Linked DNA regions of Zea mays: region 2 is linked to region 1. Evidence: chromatin contacts called from public Hi-C data. All regions are on one chromosome and are shown on one strand. Each heading gives the region's core, a stretch centred on a gene start, on an enhancer-like site or on the middle of the called end of the contact. The rest is flanking DNA. Distances are from core to core; before and after follow the strand shown.

Region 1 (6,099 bases), core at 2,001-4,500:
TTATACAACTTTTCTACACTGAACATGTCTATAGTTTGACTAGCTGTTAGTCCTTTTCAAATCCCAATGCACCCTATAGAGAAGAACTAGAAGTAATCTCAAGTTATAGATCATTGCTCATGTTCATACTTCTAAAGAAAAAAGGTCAATAGAAGCAATCACTGTTTTACAAGAGGAAATCAATATATTGCAAAAAGGGAAACTGAAAAGGCATCACATGAATGGAGCATACTTCAAACATTATGCTAACAACTTCTGCACCATGGCATGAAGGGTCATATTCTTTGAGCTGAAGCTTTGTGTTGATATGTATAAGATGTCCTGTTATCCTCTCTTCATCAAGAAGCCGCAATACTTTCAGAAGGGGATCAACAGTATCTGACTGATATTCGGTATTGAAAAATCCTTGTGCCTGGTGGTGTTCACATACACATTGTGTGCAAATGCCCATTTCTCGGGAAACTCTTGTCCACATTATTCGAAGAGATGAGTTCTCATCTTCATCATCAAAGAAGCCATGGAATGTCTCCATGAAGGGGCTCATGATATCAGCATATCCACACCAAATATGATCTTCTTTTGGTAAATTTATCAGAAAGGTATAGCAATGTGAAAACCTGCAAGGTGATTGGACAAACATGAATGTAATCTCATATCAATGGGACAAGGGGAAATAAGAGGGGAAACCACAAAACTACCACCTAAATACTTTTGTGGTTCCAACACAAGTCAAATTCAGATATATATTTTTCATTCGCAACCATAAATTACGTCAGCTTTCATTAACAACCCTAGGTAAGCATTGCATTAAGATTGGAACTGGAAGATGCAGAGTAGGGATTGAAAAGATGGTCCCGGTCCTCTAAATTGGTATTCAAGCAATGGCCAATGATTTGTTTGTTATACCATTTGCTGCACAGCTTTACCATTTCTGAATCAGTAGTCATCAGGAAGAAGCTTTATTGTCAACCCAACCATTCAACGTCGAAATCATCAATTCATCATATTAAATATATAAACCCTAATTACAACACCTCAGCACACATAGAACAATAAACAGATACAAAACTCATATCAAGCACACTGAGAATTTTCTTGGGAATTATTGTATCTTTTGCAGAAATGCCAATTAAAATTCAGAAGATCCTTCTTTTCAAAATCAATTATTGTGAGACCTTATCATTGCAGCTGTCCAGGAATAAATTTGCCAGCATACCCCAACATAAAACTGTTCTCTAAACGTATCAAACCAATGTCTACCACGAAAGCATGGCATGTAACGCTACAAAAAAAGTAACATAGATGGTGTTCATCTAAGTATATAGAAACTTCCATTCTCGACACTTAATCTTGAACCCATAGATTGCATTTAGATTCACACTTTAGCGTGCTAAGCTTCCACTCAGGCTAGTGAATCTTAAGCACATAACATGTATGTAGGTTCAAATTGTTAGCTTACTACACCTTAGGTGTAACAGTAACAGTCACATGGAAACATATGATCATTTGATTCCCTAACTTACCAACAACAAACTCAGAGACCTCATCATTAAATCCTTATAAAGAGAGCCTTGGTAGCATCTCAAAGTCCTAGGTTCAACTCCCAATGGGAGCGAAGTAAACAAAACATTTAAAAAACATGCCTCCTCAGTTGCATTCCTGAGCTTCCAGCGAGATGCACGTGGCCGCAGGCATGTGTCCTGCAACCTGCTCACTCAGTGACACGTCCATGGCAGCCAGCCTTCTGTGTGTTTCTCAGCCTATGTGTGGGAAGTTTCTTCTTAGTGCAATGTTGTAGGGGCGGTCTTTCGCCCGCAGGTCAAGTTTTTTTTATTAAAAGCGATGTTATCCTAAACGGACGTTAGACCGTTTTAACGCCGTTTAGATGCTACTCAGTAGCTAACCGTTTAGGCCATTTAATCTGTTTAATCCCGTATAATCTGTTTTTTAGTCTGTTTAAACGTCTGTGTAGTTCGATTAAACACTAAACCGAGGATGACCGACTGTTTACCATTTAGCATTCAGGATAACACTGATTAAAAGAATTTTCTACTCCCTCTATCCCAATTTATAATTCGTTTGACTTTTTGTACCAAGTTTGACCAGCTCATCCTATTCAAAAAAAAATTGTGATAACAAGAAAATTTCAAAGCCATACTTAAAGTACATTATATGCTAAACAATACTACGGTAACAATTAATAATAATTATGAATTTTTTTAATAAGGCAGCTGGTCAAACTTGATGCGAAAAAATCACACGAATTATAAATTGGAACGGAGGGAGTATTTTTTTATTCCTTACTGAAAACGTTGTGTCCAATGGTCTACTTTTGATCACATTACAAATGGCATACTATGTCTGCAAATGACCATTTAATAAAAAGTTAAGCTTCACAAAATCTAATTCCTATCAACTACTTCCCCAAATCAAACGCAACCTAATAATACTGCCACTAGATATCCAGCAGCATGAATTCCATTACAACAATGCTTCATTCATGACGTTAACAGAACCTGAAATCTACAAGTAATGTGGGGAGACAGAGAAGCCATAGGCACATACATTCGCGTTATACTATCAACTTCCGGGAAGTTGACTTCCCAAAGCAAACCTCGAGCTTATTACGGTCCAGCAAGCTGCTCGAACGAATCATAATCTAAGGTGCAATCCTAAACCCACGACGACAACCCTAAACCCCCGGCCGAGTACGCATCGTACCAACCGCCATGCCGCCTTAAGAGCTACGCGAAGCGAGGGAGCAATGGGGGCGGCCACAAGCCCACAACCACACTTACCACTCCTCCTTGGCGCGGATGAGTCGCCGGTGCTTGGCGGCGGACGACTCGCCGCCGTCATCGGCGTCCTCGTCCTCCTGCATCCTGCGCCAACGGTCGGCCAGGTCGATCCGCCGCGCCGCCGCCATCGCCGCGGACGGCGCCGGTCCGTGATCGGTGCCGGCCCGGCGTGGTTCTAGGGTTTCGGCAAGACGGCGAGCGAGCGCGCGGGATAGAGACGTGAATGCGAGAGCGCGGGAGTGCGGTTTCGGAACGGAAGGATTTGCGAATGGTATGGTATCTGCCGGGCGAGGTTATAGGCAATGGCGGCCCCTTGCCCGGAACCGCTCCTCCGTGCCCGCCACTTTGGGGGAAGTACGCTGCGCGTTCTCGCGCCCGGCGCAGTAGCCGAATTTCGTGTTGTTTTCCCCCTTTCTCTTTCTAGAGCGACTCTAATTCTCTAAACAACTCTCTAAATCTTATTTTAAAAGTAAACAAAAAATAGTTTTTAATAGTTCTCTAAATAGATTTGCTAATTTTAGTTACTTCCTATCCAACCATAGTTGCCGTTATTTTCTCCACACCTGCGTGCTTAATATTTTCCATTTTCAGATAGTTAGATAGGACACACTCTTTTTTCCACTTTCTCGAACAATAAGGCATTTAGGTCCAACGTGCATGATACAAGCTTCTCCTTCGTTGTTGGACCACTGTCGCACAATAAGTTGCGGCACTAGACCACCACTCCTCCACATGTCGTGTCGATCACGGTTTTCTTCTCTGTCCTCGACATCCTCTGCTCTCAACCTTGCCGCCAGCCAAGTTCGATAGAGGTAGGACTGCCAAAGCTAGATTCAAAATTGAAATACTCCCAAAATATGGCAACTATTAAAGATCAAACTATTTTTACTTCCAATAGCTAATTAGCAACTTGCTAAACATGATTTTAGTAAGCTATTTTTAGAGAACTCTTGGAGTTGCTCTTAGGCTATCTCTAGGATAACCTTTATCGTATCCTTCCTCTTGTTCTTTATTTTAAACTTCTCTCTACAAATAATGTTAAACAACACCATCTATAATTCTGTGTCCCATATTTTTTCAAAATCTACTGAAGATAGTCTAGGCCCCGGTTGGTTAGAGGGACTAGAGAATTGTCGGCATTTCGAACCCGGGGGTCCCTGGACCGACGAGTAAATTGTCGCCGCGTGCCCCAGCCCAGATGGGTCGGCGCGAGATGGAGTGCGAAGGGGGGAAGAAGCCGGAGGGAGACAGGCGTAAAAGGGGAAACCTGCGGCCTTCGTGTTTGTCCTGCGCCCAGGTCGGGTGCGCTTGTAGTAGGGGGTTACAAGCGTCCACGCGGGAGGGAGCGAGCGGCTTACGCGAGCGCTGTCCCGTCCTTCCCCGCGCGGCCAACCCTCTGTAAGAGGGCCCTGGACATTCCTTTTATAGGCGTAAGGAGAGGATCCAGGTGTACAATGGGGGGTGTAGCAGTGTGCTAACGTGTCTAGCGGAGAAGAGCTAGTGCCCTAATTACATGTCATCGTGGCAGCCGGAGAGGTTTTGGCACCCGGTTCGTGTGGTGTCGTGGCCGTCGGAGGAGCGCTGGAGCCTGGCGGAAGGACAGCTGTCGGGGCTGTCGAGTCCTTGCTGACGTCTCCTTGCTTCCGTAAGGGGGCTGAGAGCCGCTGTCGTCATAGAGCATGTGAGGCGCCATCATTACTTGTTTACCGGGGCGAGCCGGATGGGACGTCGGTCTTGTTCCTCGTAGCCTGAGTTAGCTTGGGGCAGGGTAATGATGGTGCCTCCTGTGACGTGGTCGGTCCGAGCCCTGGGTTGGGCGAGGTGGAGGCTCCTCCGAGGTCGAGGTCAAGTCTGTCTTCCGAGGCCGAGGTCGAGTCCGAGCCCCTGGGTCGGGCGAGGCGGAGACCGTCGGCTGAGGCCAGGGCTGAGTCCGAGCCCTGGGGTCGGGTGGTGCGGAGTTCGTCGTCTTCCGGGGCTGAGCCCGAGTCCGAGCCCTGGGGTCGGGCGATGCGGAGTTCGTCGTCTTTCGGGGCTGAGCCCGAGTCCGAGCCCTGGGTCGGGCGATGCGGAGGTCGTCGTCTTCCGGGGCCGAGCCCGAGTCCGAGCCCTGGGTAAGGCGAGGCGGAGCTCGTCGTCTTCCGGGACCGAGCCCGAGTCCGAGCCCCGGGTCGGGCGAGGCGGAGTTTCCTATGGCGCCCGAGGCCGGACTTGGCTGCTGTCAGCCTCACTCTGTCGAGTGGCACAGCAGTCGGAGCGGCGCAGGCGGCGCTGTCCTCTTGTCAGGCCGGTCAGTGGAGCGGCGAAGTGATTGCGGTCACTTCGGCTCTGTCGACTGAAGGGCGCGCGTCAGGATAAGGTGTCAGGCCACCTTTGCATTAAATGCTCCTGTGATACGGTCGGTTGGCGTGGCGACTTGGCCAAGGTTGCTTCTTGGCGAAGACTGGGCCTCGGGCGAGCCGAAGGTGTGTCCGCCGCTGGAGGGGGTCCTCGGGCGAGACGTAAATCCTCCGGGGTCGGCTGCCTTTGCCCGAGGCTGGGCTCGGGCGAGGCGAGATCGTGTCCCTTGAGTGGACCGATCCTTGACTTAATCGGACCCATCAGGCTTTGCAGCTTTATGCTGATGGGGGTTACCAGCTGAGATTAGGAGTCTTGAGGGTACCCCTAATTATGGTCCCCGACAGTAGCCCCCCAAGCCTCGAAGGGAGTTTTAATACTCGCTTGGAGGCTTTTGTCGCACTTTTTTGCAAGGGGACCGGCCTTTCTCGGTTGCGTTTTGTTCCGGTGGGTGCACGCGAGCGCACCCGCCAGGTGTAGCCCCCGAGGCCTCGGAGGAGTGGTTTGACTCCTTCGAGGTCTTAATGCGTTTCGCAATGCTTCGGCCGGTCTGATTGTTCCCTCATGCGAGCTGGCCGTAGCCCGGGTGCACGGTCGGGTCCCAAGTTCTCGGGCTGGTATGTTGACGTTGTCAACGGTTTGGCCGGAGCCGGGTTTGCGAGAGCAGCCCCCGAGCCTCCGCACAGGGCGAGAGGACGGTCAAGGACAGACTCGACTTTTTTACATACGCCCCTGTGTCGCCTTTCCGCAAGGAGGAGGGGGGAAAAGGCGCCATGTTACCCTCGGAGGGCGCCGAACATGGTGTCTCCAGTGAGCTGCTAACGGGTAATCCGAGTGGACGCCCGTGCCCCATTTGTTAGGGGTCAGCTAGAGGCCCGGAGGCGCGCTCCAAAAGTACCTGCGGGTGATCTGCCGGACCCGGTCCCCTTTTGACGGGGTCCGAGGGCTTGATGTCTCCCTCTGATGG
Region 2 (6,011 bases), core at 3,141-5,640, 380 kb after region 1:
AACGATCACACGGACCAGTAGTCCAGTACACCCCAGCCTCTCATGTTATGTATGAGCTCATAAGTAGCAAGCTTGTTTTCGGTACACACGCATGTTATCAACCTATCCATCCTCTGATTTCTACAAGCCAAGCAGACAACAAAACTAACAATCCCTTCTAGACAGACAACGCTAAAACCTTTTGCTTGGAACCTCTAAAACTAATAGTTAGCTACTAAAAATTAGTTGTTGGGTTCCAAAAACACCATCAGCTAATATCATAACTAATTATTAGTTTAGCTCTAGGAGTTCGAAACAGTACCTTAAATCACAACAAGAAACTGGACTACAACAGCGGACTAATTAAACTAAAGACACATCAAATCATTTCGACCTATACATGATCCATAGACCAACATCACGTTGTCACACGTTGCTCGATCGGCACTTTTGGCGCAGCATGCATGCCAGCAGCCAGCCACGCATGCACTCCGATCCACATCTACGAGCTACTAGAGTCTAGACCTGGTAGCCGGCAGGCCAGTACCTCTCCACCAGCTGCTCCACGTCCAAGCTCTGGTACCGACCCCCGGCGGCCGCGTCGGCGACGAACCCTCCGTCCGCTCCGGGCACGATCACGCAGCCGCCGAGCCCCGCCGCCGCCATCTGCTGCTGCTGGTGCTCACCCGCCACCACCTGATGACGATGGTTATTACCGGTGCCGGCACAACTCGGCGCCGCCGTCTGTCCGCTCATCGCCATCGACATCGTCGCGTGGAATGCTGTCGGCGGCAGCGACGGCGGCATGGCCGGCGAGGCGCCGAGGTTCAGGCTGAGGCCGCCAGAGAGCGCGAACGACGGTGGCGCCCCGGCGGCGGCGGGGTTCATGTACGCCGACGCCGACGTCCCGGGGTGCGGCGCCGGCTGGATGTGCGGGTGCAGCCCCGGCGTGCCGCGGGCGAAGCGCGCGAGCTCGGCCAGGTCGGCCGAGGTCATGTACGGGTAGTTGTGGTGGCGCGCGAAGGGGTCGTGCTGCAGCAGCGGTGGCACCATGTCCAGCGCGTACGGGTGGTGGTGCAACCGCGAGTGCGCGTTGTTGGACGGGTACTTCTTAGCGCCGGTGCTCTTGGCGAACACCCGGCACACCACCCACTCGTCCTGCGTGCCATACAAATTAACGACCAAAAACATCTTCAATAATTTGTCTATCTAGGATCATAATTAAATTCCGCCCAAAATTAAATAATATCGTGAAATATGTATATATACCTTATTAGATTTGGGGACTGATCTAGAGGAGTGATGCAGACGATACTCATGCATGACCCAGTTTGTCTTCTCGCCCCGAGGAGCTCTTCCTTTGTAGAACACCAGGGTTTTCTTCATCCCTACTAGCTCTGGCGTGGCTGGTAGCTGACCGGTGAAGATTTCCTTATCTTTCCCCGTTGTCTTCCAGTAACCAGCGTTAGTGGCACGGTTTGTTCGCACACCCGTTGGGTACTTGCGGTCCCTCAGGCTGAAGAAATACCACTCTTTTTCTCCCAGCTTCGCTTTCTCTGGCAACAATTCAACAAATAAATCCAAGTTTCATTTTTTATGTGTGCATAAATGAACGCAACTTTTTTCAAAGCTAACTTTTAACCGGTTATATACATTGATGGCTCATGAGAATTATATTATCATACGGTAGTATACCCATAGATTTTTTTCTATCTATATGTAATATTTTGTGTGTGTGAGAGAGAGAGTAGCCCTCCCTCTAAAACAATGCTTCAGCCACTCACACAAAATCTTGTCACTTGAGTTGCATGTATGCAATCCACCCATTTAAAAAGGCTTTGACCATCAAGAACATGAAACAAACAATTTTTCCATATTTTTCCATATACTTTATATCTGTTGTCGAGGGGGGGAGCATATATATACGTTAATAAGTCGATCTCCATTGACTTATTCATCATCTATCAGTGCAGTTTACAGTGCAAATTAGGACGTGTTTGGCAACAGAGTTTTTAGATACTACAACTTTGAAATACTATGGTTTACATTTGTTCATGGAAAAAATACTACAGTTTTCAAAACCACACTAAGGGTCTGTTTGGGAATGCAGTTTTAAAATACTGTAGTTTTGAGATACCATAGTTTACAATTGTGCATGACATAAATAATATGGTATTGCTTTACCACAGTAAAATTACAGTATTGCTCAAAACCGAGATCTGTTTGGTTCTATTGGAAAAACAAAGTATATGTAGAGAGAAGAGAAAAAAACTGAGGTCCTGAGTGGAGTTTCGAAAACTCCAAAAATACCACAGTTTTGGGTAAACCACAGTATTTAAAACTGAGTTTTGACTGTACAAACCAAACACCTTTTGAACTCCAATACTGTAGTATCATCAAATACCATAGTATTGTTTCAAAACTGCAAAAATACTACAATTCCAAACAGGGCCTAAATCCACACTTTTCAAAAATACTAAGAATTGTTTGGCCATGTGCCCTCTCACGTACAACATACGCATCACAGGCAGCGCTATGGCTGCTAAGCCTTTAAAAACTAAAGTCCAAGTGGAGTTTTCAAAATTGTAAAAATACTACGGTTTTAGGTAAACCATAGTATTCGAAACTGCGTTTTACTCGATACAAGCAAACAGATTTTGGCTTTCTATACCATAGTATTATCCAATACCATAGTATTCCTTTAAAACCGTAAAAATACTAAGATTTCAAATAGGTCCTTAGTGTTTGACAAGACCATATACACAATCTGTTGACCATAATCTAACCGAATTAATGACACATGCAGTCATTCACGAGGGGCCGGTAATTTCGAATTAGATATGTTGAGAATAAAACTAAAATCAAGGATAAAAAATAGTTGTGCCTTTGAGAACAAACAACTAATTAAGACCGTGACTCCATGAGAGCTTGAAATCTCCAGGCACTTCTTTTAGAAGAGAGGACGGTCATATGCATAATACACACGCCAAAATAAAGGCAGAAGATAAGAGAAGACCCCAAGATAGAGATAAAGATGACAACATATACAGTTAACTTATATTATAGAAATAGCAAGCCGAAATAAACTAATATAAGGATGACCGATTAGACAGCAAGAACATAAAACTTAAGGCGGAATAAAGAAAACTTTGAGACCCATTCATTATAATTTAACGAGAGGTGCAGTGGTGGTTTGAGCCTTTTTATTCTAACTTTTGAAAAACTTGCACCAAAAGCATGATAATTAGAAAATTCCTCCCACGAGTAAGGCAGACGCATGGAAATTAACGATGCCCACATCTACACGTACATTGGATTAGTGGATAGCTGGATAACACAAGCTAGAAAACAATAACATGATGATACTATTAGATGCATGGATTTACGCGTATGTGCATGTAGTTCTTCCTGCTATCCCTAAAAAGGTAAGCGACCTTAAATTAGAAAGAGAAAAGATTTTTTTTTTACTTGTAGTAGATTGGTAAAACGCGGATGTTTTTTTTTTGAAGTGGATAAAACGCGGATGTTATTGTTAAGAAAAAAACCATAGCTTTTAATTTGATGATGAATTGTGGTTCCTCTAATTTCTCTTTTTACCTCTTGTAATATAATTTAAGTCAAAGGTCTTGCCCCCCGTTATAAAAATTGGCGATGAATCATTGGTGGAGTTTATTAATTGAGATTTGATCGTGAATAACTGACGAACTGAGTATGCTGTATGCATGCATGTGCGTGTACATATATATACAGTTGGTTTCCTCCGATCCTTACCCGGGAGATCCCATGGCTCGCACTTGTTGAGGTCGACCTCGGCGATGGCCCTCGCCGTGAAGCTGGCGTCGGCGATCTTCTGCCGCAGGTAGTACGTGATGAGCTCCTCGTCCGTCGGGTGGAACCTGAAGCCCGGCGGCAGGCTCTCCTCCTCCTTCTTCGACTTCCCCCCTCCACCACCAGCTGCTCCTACTGACGCTTCCATACTACTACTACTCGATCACTTACCCAGATCAATCGGGACCGATGATCTATAAGGCCAGAACGGAAAACCCTAACCCTATCCAACTGCTAGAAAAGATAAAGAAAGCTCCCTGTTTCTTGTTGCACTACTTGAAGAGGACGGCAGCAGGCAACTATAACGGATTCCAGAACGAACTGATTTGACAAAAAGTGTTTAATTTGATAAAGAGCTAGCTCTAGGCGACGACAGGAGGAGGAAGAAGAACACACTGCACACACGGCACGAGAGGTCGAGAGCTCGCTCAGCTAAATTAACTTCTTTGCCGGCCGGCCGGCCTCTCTGAAGCACTTGGGGGCGGTACGGTGTTCTTTTCAGTTTTCACGCAAGCGCGCGGGCAGAGATATAGGGGGGCGGGCCATGAGGGCTTGGCGAGAGAGACGCCTCGGAGAAGCTTTTACCTACTAGCTAGGGGCCAGGGGGGTCTCGTGAGCTAGAAGCTGCTGGCAGCCGGGTGTGTGCGTCGTCGCATGTCGCGCGCGTCTTGTTCCACGCGCTAGCCGCTGTATCTTTCAACTCGCCGGGTCATCTTCATCGCAACAGTGTCTGTGCCCAGGGATATGACCGACCGTACGTACTCGCCAGTAGTGTGCAGTACGCCACGTCATTTATCTGTTGCTTAGCTAGTCAATTTGACTATGAGATATATAAGTGATTGGTTAAACACACGTACTGTTTCATAGCATCGATTGAGCTGTACCCATATATGCATCTCAATGCACGCTTACAGCTAACAGTTGCATTCTATTTATATATACAGCTCAGCTCGCCGGCCGTGTGTTCAAAAATAAACATCAACGGCTAGACTAGCCTAGTTCAAAAATAAACATCAATGGCTGATGAGGAGGGTCATGAAGGCTAGAGGCTAGCTAGTCATACATGCATGACTTCTTTTGCAAAATTTCATTTTTTTTTTGTTTTAATATATTTGCAGCACAAAACTTACCGCGTGCTTGCCAGAGGTGCACTACAGTAAACGGAACAACGTCCGACGGCCAAAACCGTCGGACATAAGGTTCAAACCGTCGGAAATAAGTTATCTCCGACGGCAATGCCTTATCTCCGACGGCAATGACGCCTAGGTTTCGTTAACTTAATTAGTTATGATTACTAATTAACCACACTAATACAATAGCCACTAATTAACCAAACTAATACAATAGCACTACAAAAAATCATTTCACGGGACCCTAAATCAAATAAAACAACCTTATTTCCGAGGGCTTAATAATTACCCTCGGAAATTAAAAGTTTAAATTATATAGCCACTAATAAATAAATTAAAACAAGCTAATTTAATTGTATAATTAAATTAAGCCGTCGGACATAACAAAACTAAACATTGCTACTAGCAAACAATGAATATTTATACACAAAATTATACTAAAATTTTTAAAATTGCTCACTTTGCCGGACGATGAACCGGTGAAGCGAGCTCCGGCGGGGTCGGGGCGGGCGCCGGTGGCGTTGGGGACGGGGGCAGAGGCTCCGGCGGCCGCGGGCTGCGTCAGGGCGGCTCCGGTGGCGTCGGGCTTCGTCGGGGTGGCTTCGGTGGTGTCGTGCTCGGACTGCGCGTCGGGGCAGGAGGGGAGGTCGTCGGGCACGGGCTATGCTTGGGCGGCGGCGGCGGCACGGCGACGGCGTCACGGCGACGGCGGCGGCGGCGGCTTGGCTGCATATGCGCGCGTTAGAATGAAACGATGCGCGCTCGGGCGGGGACGGTTAAAACTCTTTATTTCCGACGGCACCTAGGAGGCCGTCGGACATAAGCTTATGTCCGACGGCCAGTGGGTACAACCGTCGGACATAAGGTTATGTCCGACAGCCAGTCTGACAGCCGTCGGCTGTTTTCTGTTATTTTCGACGGCCGCTGTTGGCCGTCGGACATAACCTTATGTCCGATGGTTGTTATGTCCGACGGTTGCTTAGGGGGCCGTCGGACATAATACGACCGTTGGAATTTTGTGGTTTTACTGTAGTGGTGAAACGCTGAATAGCTTAGTGTGGAGAAGAACTTTGA

The links. Hi-C and Micro-C count contacts between places; a contact is called where the count stands out from the background.
Region 2: a Hi-C map of tassel shows a contact between it and region 1, with 4 times the contacts expected there. The contact joins the promoter of LOC103632950 here to the promoter of LOC103632948 in region 1. A contact is called at or near these places in 3 of 25 Hi-C or Micro-C datasets (bundle sheath, ear and tassel).

Annotation. Positions count from the first base shown.
Region 1 is chr7:139,719,817-139,725,915 of Zm-B73-REFERENCE-NAM-5.0, forward strand. LOC103632948 (helicase SEN1) reads right to left here and starts at 3,251. Exons shown (of 22, transcript XM_020541013.2): 1 at 2,799-3,251; 2 at 233-617.
Region 2 is chr7:140,099,096-140,105,106 of Zm-B73-REFERENCE-NAM-5.0, forward strand. LOC103632950 (NAC domain-containing protein 92) reads right to left here and starts at 4,391. Exons shown (of 3, transcript XM_008654658.4): 1 at 3,751-4,391; 2 at 1,249-1,535; 3 at 19-1,137. The coding sequence starts at 3,955. The coding sequence ends at 499.